Regions from separate parts of the Mus musculus genome. Here region 1 is linked to region 2. Evidence: chromatin contacts called from public HiChIP or PLAC-seq data. All regions are on one chromosome and are shown on one strand. Each heading gives the region's core, a stretch centred on a gene start, on an enhancer-like site or on the middle of the called end of the contact. The rest is flanking DNA. Distances are from core to core; before and after follow the strand shown.

Region 1 (5,551 bases), core at 475-2,974, 270 kb after region 2:
TTTATCAGGTTCTGAGGATCAAACCCAGGGTCTTATGCATGCACTGTACCAACCGAGTCACATCCCCAGTGGCAATCCCAGTACAAACACAGACAGCTATCCTGGAGTCTCTGGTCTTTGATATTAAAGACCATGTGTCAGGTGAAACTTTGATCAAACAAATCCACTTCATGCTTTTTTGGTTTTGTTTTGTCAGCCTGCCTTTCTCTATAGCAGTGTCAACCATGTGCCTTTAAAGTTGGTAGGTTCCTTGGGAGCACTTTTACGCGGTTTCTCAAAGGATATCCAGCATGGATCTGCCAAATCTCAACTGTTCAGCAGAGGTACCGGGTTTCATGTCAATCCCGGCATCTCAGGGAATCCTCCAGGCACAGGAGCACAAGCGTGTAACGGAGAAGCTTGGTGTGGTGGCCTTGAGGTCACACAAAGCCATAAGGTAAGGACAAAAAGGACACACTACGTGGCAACGCACTCATCTCCTAAGTGATTCTGTCCTGAGTGATTGGCTATGGGGAGAAGTAAGTGATCGGCTGAACCAGACAGGACTCAGGTCCTGTGCTCTGTGTGTGTGTGTGTGTGTGTGTGGTGTTATACATTTGCGCCGAGCTGTGTGAAAGTCAGAAGACAACCTCAAGTGCTACTTTCCAAGTGTAGTTCACCTTCTTTTTCTTTTAAACAATTTTATATATATGTATTTTTTTTTTTTGGAGGGGAGTGCCCTGATCCATGTACACGAGACCATAATGCAGGTCAGAAGACTATGTCCACAAGTCAGTTCTCTCCTTTCGACATACAGGTTGGGAATCAAGCTCTCCTCAGATCTGTGGCAACGAGTGCCTTTACCCACTGAGCTGTCTTGCCAGCCCTCCCTTGTTTTGAAGCAAGGCCTAGATGAACTCTTCAAGATGGCTGGGCTGATGGTCAGTGAGCCCCAGGGATCTGCCTGTCTCTGCCTCTTCAGTGTTGGGACTGCAGATGTGGGCCACACACCCGTCTTTTTTTTTTTTTTTTTTTTTCATTTTGTGTGCATGCAAGTGCCTGGTGCCTACCAAACACAGAAGAGGGCATTGAGGATCCCCTGGAGCTGGAGTTAGAGACAGTTTGAGTTGCCCTGTGTGTACTGGGAACTGAACCTAGATTCTCTGCAAAAACAGGAACAGGAAGTGTTCTTAACTGCTGAGACATCTCTACAACCCCCACCCCCAGCTTTTAGAGAGAGAGAGAGAGTGAGAGAGAGAGAACGAGAGCACTCTAGGGATTGAACTCTGGTCTTCAAGCTTGCAAGACAAGCACTTTTCAGGCGCTAGCTCTTCCTGCCTCCCTCCAAGTGCTTTTGAAATCTCTCTTCTCATTTGATGTCACTATAGTGCTCTAATCATGGGGCTATTTGACCAAATAAAGAGGTAAGTCAACGTAATAGCCTTCAAGGGGCCACCTCTGACTCTTGAGGGCCTCCAGGGTTTGGGAAGCCCTAAGCAAGGCTGCAAGAGGAGCGGACGGAGGGCACTCTCCCCAAAGCCCTTTCAAGCCAGGTCTTTGAGCACCATAGGCTCCCAGCAGCCAGCCCTCCCAGTTTGTAAATTCTTGACCAGGAACCTCCTGTTCTCTCAAATTGCTCAAGTGGTGGAGGGGCCAATTTCCTGCGGTTTAATAAACAGGCTGTTTATAGCCAGGAGCAGTCACGGGGCAGCAACCAGCAGGGACAGGCCAGGAGGTCATGCTGCTCCTGGAGTCAGGCTCTTCATAAACACCCGCCCCTTCTCCAGTGAGCCTCCTGGGAGGGGACAGCTCTGAACACACGGCCCTTGCTGGGCAGAGCACCAAGAACCACACGTTTTCCTTCTTTTTACAATGTCTGCCTCTCTCCCTCTCCACTCTCCTGCCCATCCCCCTCCCTGCACCCCCTATCTTCTCTAGTGGACAAGGATGCCTTTCCAGAGGACCTGCACCTGGTACCTCTGAGTGGGCAATTGATCTTTCTGAGCTTCAGTTTTCTTGGTTCTCCTATTATCCTTCACCCTAACCTTCCCTCTAAGGAGAAATCCTTTCCCTTCCCTGCCTGTCTTCTCCAAACTTGTCCCCATTGCCACTGCTGGCCATGTTAAGCTGATTGCCCTTTTACTGCCTTGGGGGATGGACCAAAAAGCCAGGCTTCAAGCTCAAGACAACTGATTCTGATGGGGTCAGGCTGGCCTTGGCACGTTCCCACAAGGCCATGCCCTAGGGCTCTCTGCTTTTTAATAAACTGATCCTATCATCTGGAGGGTAGGTTGGGGTGGAGGAACAGTGTAGAACAGGAGGGCATAGATACTTTGCTTGTTGGCTTCTTCTGGACTTCTGTCTGGCTCTTCCATTGCCTTAACGGTAAGAAACTACCATGTGAATGGCAGGCAAGTCCCCTCCGTTGTCTGGACTACAAATGCAGGGCACAAAGTGAGCTCTCCAAGATGGAAGCCTGTTCTTCTTCTGTTATGATATAGTAGCTGAGGACTCCATCTTAGAGGGCTGAGGCCAGCCCTGTGAGCAACCTGAGGCTGATAAGACAATACAAAACACCGGCCTAGGATGTTGTCCCATGCCAGCAGAACTGAAGGTCCCCAGGAGCAGATGTAGCCTTTAAAAAGTTGCAGTCTTAAATCCATCCAAGGAGATTGTGGTTAGTTGCAGCTTTAATAAAATTTGGCTAATTAAAACTTGATAAGAGTTCAGGTGGTCTCTCCCGGTGGTCTCAAAGTCTGCAACAATGAAGAAGCACTCTAACCAAAAGCAAATTAAAGAAAGAAATGGTTTGTTTGTCTGATACTTCAGTTGATGATCCAACAATGAGTGATGTCAGGGTAAGAACTCAAGCAGGAACTTGAAGCAGAAATCAAGGAGGAAGGCTGCTTGATGCTTCACCCTGAGGGTCTAACTAACTTTCTTATACAACCCAGGCCCTCCTGCCTAAGGGTGGTGCTGCCCACAGTGAGCTGGGCTCTCCTGCATCAAAGATTAAGACAATCCTCCACAGGTATGGCCACAGGCCAATTTGATCTAGAAAATTCTTCAACTGAGGCTCCTTCTCAGATCAGTTATCTCAGTCTGTGTCAACTTGATGGACAGTTAAAGCTAACTAGGACAGATCCCATCTCCATTACCGAGAAGCCAGGTTTACTGAACCTCTCTATGCCTGCTTCCTTCATTGTAAATCAGCACCCAGCACTTAGGAGGTACAGTCAGGCAGAGTTTTGTGAGTTCAAGACTAGCACGGGTTATATAATAAGCACCAGGCTAGGCAGGGCTACATTAGGGACACTGTCACAAACAAATAAATATCCCCAAATTCTCCCCTTCCCCCAAAAAATGAGGACTGGAGAGATGGCTTAGTAGTTAAGAGCACTGGCTACCTTTTTCAAAAGGCTTGGAACCTCTCTAGAATGTTTGGTAAAGCCTTGACTTATGACTTTCTTTGGTCTATAACTAATGAACTCTCATGAAACTACTACTAAGGAGGGACATGTTACTTAGGGCAACTTGAATCTTAGCCAGAGCCATTCATATTGGCATAAGAATAAATTCTATCTTATTCTTGTTGAGCTGATAATTGTTTTGTGTCCACATAAAAACCATCATGGGCACTTATTTAGAGGCAGGGTCTTAGGTAGCTTAGGATAATACCTCCAATTTGAAGTGTAGCTGAGTGTGACCTTGAACTGCTGATCCACCTGTTTCTGCTAGAATAACAGGCAATGTGCCACCGTACTTGGTTTATATCATGCTTGGGATCAAACACAGGCTTTGTGCATGTCAGGCAAGCATCCTACCAACTGAACTACATCCTCAGCCCCGTCACCGTCATCTTGACCAGTCATAACCATGTAAATTGGAGGGACTGTATCCCACGTCCAGAGCCAAATCCTTCCTTGTGTTAGTTCTCGCTCAACACTGTGACAAAATACCTGGGAAACAGCTGTCTTAGTCACTGTTCCACTGCTGTGAAGAGACACCACGACCAAGGCAACTCTTAGGAAAGGAAGCATTTCATGGAGGCTTGCTTACAGTTTTGGAGACTGATCCCTTATCATTATGGCTGGAAGCAAGGTGGAAGGCCTGCAGGCATGGTGCTGAAGTAACTAAGAGTTACACCCTGATTGCAGGCAGAGAGAGAGAGAGAGAGAGAGAGAGAGAGAGAGAGAGAGAGAGAGAGAGAGACTAGGCTTGTCATCATGTTTTATTTTTTTAAAGATTTACGTATTTTATGTATATGAGTACACTGTAGCTGTCTTCAGACACACCAGAAGTGGGTATCGGCTCCCATTACAGATGGTTGTGAGCCACCATGTGTTTGCTGGGAATTGAACTCAGGATCTCTGGGAGAGCAAAAAGTAGTCAGTGCTCTTAACTGCTGAGCCATCTCTCCAGCCCCCTGGCATGGGTTTAAACCCTCAAAGCCCACCTCCCATCCCCAGTGACGCACCTCCTCCAAGACCACACCTAATCCTTCCCAAACTCCACTAGCTGGGAACCAAACATTCAAATATCTGAGCCTATGAGAGCCATTCTCATTCAAATACCACAGTGGCTCAAGAAAGGAAGGCATCATCTTAGCACACTGTTTCGGGGAGTCAGTCCAGGGTCACTAAGTCTCAAGCACTTGGGCAGAACGTCATGGTGGTGAGACTGTTGCAGAGCACAGCTGCTCACGTTATGGTCAACCAGGAAGCAGAGAACAAGACAGGAAACAGCTGGGGAGGACATTCCCAGCGATCCACTTCTTTCAGACAGATTCCGCTTTCTAAAGCTTCCAGAACCTCCCAAAATAGCACCATTAGCTAGGGACTAAGTGTTCAAAACTTGTGACCACTGGGGACATTCCAGATCAATCCATGGCAGTCCCCATGTAACGCACCAGCTTGGCCACTACAAAACCCCTTTTTTATAGACACGAGAAGATGAAACCACCAGACAGGAGATCCACTATTCTAAGAAGCCAGAACCAGTGTTTCTATGCCACACCTCGAGGCTTGAGTCCTGCCATGTCCTGCATACATCTTATATTTGTATAAGGGAGATGGCTCAGCAGAGAACAGCAATGGGCCAGCCTGGACTCCTGGGCATCTTCCTAACCTTCCCATAAGCCACCAGGAGAGAGACAAGACCCTGTATGAAAGCAGGTCCTGTCCTCTGGGGGACCCTACCTCTGAGCCATTTGTCCTCACTGCCGAGGCAGGAAGCAGCAACTATTCCTGAGGGCAGACAAGGAGGGCCAGAATCTAATAGTAAAGCTGTTGGCCCATGGCTCTGATCCTCCCAGGCTTTGGGCAGACCTTGATTTGTTTGTTTTGTTCTGATACAAGGGCTATCCTGGAACTTAGTCTATAGCCCAGGCTGGCCTTGAGCCTGCCATGAGTTTTCCATCTCAGTCTCCAGAGTGCTGGGTTATTGATGTGTACACTGTACATAGCTAAGGACCTTGATTTGGACAGAGGAACATGAACGACTGAAAGATGGTGAGAGACACAGGGAAGAAGGCACCAAAAATGAACAATAAAAGGTCTTTGTTTTAGCTGAA
Region 2 (5,553 bases), core at 89-2,588:
ATTCACTTTTCATGGTTTTAGATGCTGGGAATTCCAAATTACAGTAATGACAAATTTGCTATCCTGTGAAAGATCTCTTTCTGATCTGTAGATGGCACCATCTAGCTATTTCCTCATATGGAAGAAAGGTTGGATGGGCTTCCTCTGGCCTCGTATAGTACTACCCGTGAGGCACTACCCATTCATGAGGATTCTAATAACTTGGTGAGGTTTTAGCTGCTCAGAGGCTCCACCTTCCAGCACCATCATCTTGAAGTTAAGATTTCTTTCTATTAAGAATTTTTAGGGTGTTGGAGAGATGGCTCCATGTAAGAGCACTTGTGATTTTGGCTCCTAGCTCCATATAGCAGCTCACAACCATCAATAACCCCAGTGCAGGGAATTAGATGCCCTTTTCTGACCTCTGTGGACACCAGGCACACATGCAGTTTACTTACAATACATGTAGCCAAAACATTCATATACATATAATGAAAATAGTTATAATTTTTATGGGCTGGAGAGATAGTGCAATGGTTAAGAGTACTGACTACTCTTCCAGAAATCCTGAGTCCAATTTCTAGCACCTACATGGTAGCTCACAGCCATTTTTAATGGTATGTGATTCCCTCTTCTGGTGTTCATGAAGACAGAGCACCACTCATATTCATAAATAAATGAATAACTCTTTTTTAAAAAGTTTTAGGATCTGGGGATATGCCTTGGCTAAAGGAGCCTTGGGTGGCCCTATATTTGATGCCTAGCACTGTTGAAAAGGGAGGAAGATGTATGTAGCCCAGTTAGTAGAGTGCTTACCGTTACCATTAGGTTCAACCTTAGCACTTCATAAACTGAGCATAGGAGCATATACCTATAATCCTAAATGGCAGCAGGAAGATCAGAAGTTTAAAGGCCTTCTTGGCTACAGGTCAAGGCCCATCTGGGCCACATGAAACCCTGTCTCAAAAAGGAAAAGAGGATAATGGTCCAGGCCATAGCAGCAGACTGTTACAAACCATCTTTTCTAGTCTTAAAGGAGCTCATTGTATATTCATTCTGGATTATTAACTACTTAAAAATAAAGAGGAATCCAAAGGCACTATAAATTGTGCATAAAGCAAGACTAAGTTGTCATCTGAGCCCTAATGTGAATTAACAAAGGCCAGAAGATTAATATGCTGGCCCACAGAGAAAATGTGGAAGCAGTTCTGACAGCAGGGAGGCTGTAATTGCAGATACGGCTTTCTTTCCTGCCTGTCTCTAAGGTCGTTTTGTGTCCTATGGCTTACCTGTTTTTTCTCCATTCTTCTCTGTGATCCTGTTGCTGGCACTCTTTCTCTGCCCAGTATGTTGTATTTCTGTTGCTTCATTGCTCTTTCTGGTTCTGCTTCTCTTACTCAAGAGTTCTCCTTCCCATTTCCCTGCCTCTCCTCTTCCTGTTCATTTTTAGCTTTGTTCCTATTTTTAACTCTTTGAAACTTGTATTTATGGTCACATACACACATATTTATACATCCTACTGCAGCACAAGGAACCTGCCAGTGTCTACCCCTCATAGAAAAGTGACTTTTCTACACCTTCTTTATAGATCCTCAGCTACGACTGGGGCCTCGGGAGCAACTCTATAATGGAGTTTTGTTTTTTTTATACTGACTTAATTTTATTCCAGAGTACTTCTAAATAACAGTGCCATATTATGCTGGATATTTTATACTTCCTTGGTCTTATATAGGTCTTATGTGGGTAACCACAGTTGCTATGAGTTCATGAGTACAACATGTTATATACAAAGGAAGTATTTCAGAGCACTTGTCCCCATCTTCAGGCTCTTACTGCCTTCTCTTCTGTGATGTTCCCTGAATCTTTGGGCTCAGGAAAGGAGATTAATAAGAGAATAACTGACTATGAAAGAGGGCAGAAAGCATGTAAGACCTTAGATGAAGCTGTCATAATCTCCACTACTACTCATTTTGATTGCTTATTTTATAATTATGGATTTCCTGTGCTCAACTCACTATTTACTGTAGTAACTCTTAATATTCATGCCTTTTCATTTACAGTATAGATCAGGAGCATAGTATTAAAAGTATTCTAAATGTTTTTTACTTTTGGAAAGACATTTTCATCTTCTGTGAATGGTAGTTTTTGAAGCTTCCTAGTTCTTACGATATCTAGCATTGATAAGTTTCCAAAGTTGTGGTTGAAATTTCTTTCTGTAGGCTACAGAGAGTGAAGTAGGAGATGTAGATTTAACACGCCTTCCAGAAGGACCTGTTGATTCTGAGGATGAAGAGGAGGAGGAAGAAGAGATTGATAGAACAGATCCACTGCAGGGTCGAGATCTTGTTCGGGAGTGTCTTGAAAAGGAACCCGCAGACAAAACTGATGATGATGTTGGTAAGAAATATATACATTTGAGGCCAACCAGAGCTCCACAGAAAAACCATCTTAACACAGAGGGGTGGGGGGAGAGGGAGAGGAGAGAGAGAGAAGAAATAATTCTGTTCACATAAACATTTTTAACCCTATATACAAAATAATCTGTTGCCACATAACATATTGTACCAAAACATAACTTCTAAACACAATATACATTTATTATTTCATAGTCTTTGTTCGTTGGGAATTCAGGAACAACTTAGCTAGATAATATTAGCTTAAATCTTAGTCAGAGTTTACCTGCAAACTCCAGTCACCCAAGTCTTCACTGGAGTGTGTGAAAATCTTAAGTCCAAGATGACGACTCATGAGACTTCTGGTACAAGACCTCAGTTCCATGGCATGGAGTTTTCTTTGTAGCCTGCTTATTCACCCTAACAACTTAACAATAGATCTCTGATGTGGGTAGTCCAGGGTGAGCAAGGTAGATAGATGCCCTAGTGTCTTTTGTGACTATCATTCCTTCTGCCATAATCATTACACCGTGCAAACCTGAAAGAGTATTTGTGAAGACTGTGCCTGGACATTGGCATCAAGATGTCAGATCATTGAGAGCCATTGTTGAGACTTGCTGTGAGTGTTTATAAAATAAAAATGTTGATTTCATTTTACTGATTTTTATCTTGAGGTTCATAAGACTCACTAGAGTAGTACCTCAAGTCCATGAAGTTATTTATTTATTTATTTATTTATTTATTTATTTATTTATTTATTTATTTGGTTTTTCGAGACAGAGTTTCTCTGTATAGCCCTGGCTATCCTGGAACTCACTTTGTAGACCAGGCTGGCCTCGAACTCAGAAATCTGCCTGTCTCTGCCTCCCAAGTGCTGAGATCAAAGGCGTCGCGCGCCACCACCGCCCGGCTGAAGTAATTTTTAAATCAATTTCAAATATATTTCATTTACCCTCATTTGTGCCACCCTCATTAATGTTACCCTCATTAAAATTATAAAGCTTTTTGTGTATTTCTTAATTTCTTACAGTTAGATAATATGTTTTTAATTGAAAAATTGAATCTAAAGATGGTTAAGGAACTAAGTTTACTTTGAGTCAGTTACATATTGCTACTGTTCAATTACGATATTTTTTTTTAAGATTTATTTATTATATGTAAGTACACTGTAGCTGTCTTCAGACACTCCAGAAGAGGGAGTCAGATCTCGTTACGGATGGTTGTGAGCCACCATGTGGTTGCTGGGATTTGAACTCGGAACCTTTGAAGAGTAGTCGGGTGCTCTTACCCACTGAGCCATCTCACCAGCCCCCATTTACGATTTTATCTTGGATTTTTTATTATCTTATTGCTGTTCATATTAGAAGTCAATGTTAGTGAAAATTTTAACTTTTATTAGCAATGGCCAGTATATTTTTATATATTGTCTGCCATTATAAAGATAGAATATTGTTAAATAACCACTGTTTAGACTTGTGCTGTAAACAACCGCACAGACACTACATTTTATGAATTCCAAATACCTATGAGTATATACCTTCTTTGTATAGCTATTTTTATTGAAGTTCGTTTATCTTATTGCAGATGTGTGTGTATATTTCTCTTATTTTTATCTTTATTACTTAATGTGTTTTTAATCAAAAAATAGCCTCAAACCCATAAACATTTAGTAAAAATAGTAAATTTTTAGTAAAACTAGTTAACTAGTTGATTTAACAAATCTTGAGCTATACATCACTTTAGTTATCCCTAACTTACTGACTGATGTTACCAGTAGAATTAAGAAAAAGAAAATTCTAGCCTAAAAGTAATAGACAAAAGGGTTTTTGCAAATCTGTTAGATCAAAGTACAGCACTAAGTTGCACCACCAATCAAGTGACATCTCCAGCTAGGCAAATCAGATAGATGCTACAGCTTTGTTTGAACCTTTGTGGTTTCCTGTTTCTCTGGGTGTTTTGAATGATATCTTTCAATATACCAGTATATATATGCGACGGTAAATATACATACAGTTTATAAATTTATATGTGTACACATATAACCTACTAAATTAACTGGGTTTTTATAAAATATTTTTATTTGATAGCTCTATTGCCTGCATATACATCTGTGCATCATATGTGTGCAATGCTATGGAGGTCAGATATGGGTGTCAGGTCCTACGTTGATTAACAAGTTGAATACTGAATTAACAAAATTTGTATGTTAAAGTAAGCATCATTGATCTTTATACTGGGATTTGTGTTTTCTTACAGAACAGTTACTTGAGTTCATGCACCAGCTGCCTGCCTTTGCGAACATGACCATGTCTGTAAGGAGAGAACTCTGCTCCGTCATGGTTTTTGAAGTAGTAGAGCAGGCTGGGGCTGTTATTCTTGAAGATGGGCAAGAGGTAGGTCAGCAGATTATTAAATTAATTTCTCTAAGCTTGTATAAATTCAAGCTTTTTGGTTTAAATTATTTTGCGTGAATACTTGGTTGGGGTGATTAATTTTTGAAGAGGTTGTCTTGTTGTGGTTATTGCTTTACTCTTTTTAAATTGCTGTTTTCCTGGTGCTAGACTTTATGTAAAATCAGGATTCAATCAATAATTGAACCACTTTTAATACTAAAATTAATTAGACTCTTTTAAAGAATTCTTCATTGTCAATTTGTGTGCGTGCGTGCGTGCGTGCATACACGTATCCGTATGCGTATGCATGAGGGCAAGGTATTGATGCTGTTGCCTGCCTCCTAGTGGATATGATAAAGCTGTAGCATGATGGCTCTCAATTTTTCTAATGCTGTGACCCTTTAATACAGTTCCTCATTTTGTGGTGATGCTCAACCATAAAATTATCTCATTGACGAAGTATATATACTTCGTCACTGTAATTTTGCTACTGGTACAAATTGTAATGCAAATATCTGTTTTCCGATGGTCTCGGGCAACCCCTGTAAGAGGGTCACAACCCACAAGTTAGGAACCACTGCTGTAGTGAGACTGGGAAACACTACTGTAAGGTTGCTGAGAAGTGTTTTACCATTTTTTTTTAACATTTCTGAAATTTATTTAGAAATTCTCTGTATTCACAGTCTCTAATCTGTTCTACTTACTAGTGTCTCTCCTTAGAACGGAATAAACTCAAGAGTTATATCAAAAGATATTCATTACATATTTATAATAGAAATAACTGAGGA

Evidence for each region. HiChIP or PLAC-seq counts read pairs in DNA pulled down with a chosen protein or histone mark.
Region 1: an H3K27ac HiChIP or PLAC-seq map of microglia shows a contact between it and region 2, with 5 times the contacts expected there. The contact joins two enhancer-like sites. A contact is called at or near these places in 1 of 15 datasets of contacts at CTCF or cohesin (large pre-B cells), 1 of 484 Hi-C or Micro-C datasets (bone marrow-derived macrophages), 3 of 115 datasets of contacts at active chromatin or transcription factors (bone marrow-derived macrophages, embryonic stem cells and microglia) and 1 of 9 other capture datasets (liver).

The regions. Positions count from the first base shown.
Region 1 is chr11:54,883,422-54,888,972 of GRCm38.p6, forward strand. No RefSeq gene overlaps it. Among named protein-coding and RNA genes, the nearest start is that of Gpx3, 17 kb to the right of the region's middle. RefSeq lists an enhancer at 1-736. Within about 2 kb of position 1,725, at least 114 of the 459 cell types and tissues checked have an H3K27ac peak or open chromatin away from gene starts, as enhancers often do. A contact at or near this core is called in bone marrow-derived macrophages and microglia, where this site is marked.
Region 2 is chr11:54,617,688-54,623,240 of GRCm38.p6, forward strand. Rapgef6 (Rap guanine nucleotide exchange factor (GEF) 6) reads left to right here. Exons shown (of 29, transcript NM_001252494.1): 8 at 2,199-2,376; 9 at 4,629-4,765. Among named protein-coding and RNA genes, the nearest start is that of Rapgef6, 98 kb to the left of the region's middle. Within about 2 kb of position 1,339, at least 17 of the 459 cell types and tissues checked have an H3K27ac peak or open chromatin away from gene starts, as enhancers often do. A contact at or near this core is called in bone marrow-derived macrophages and microglia, where this site is marked.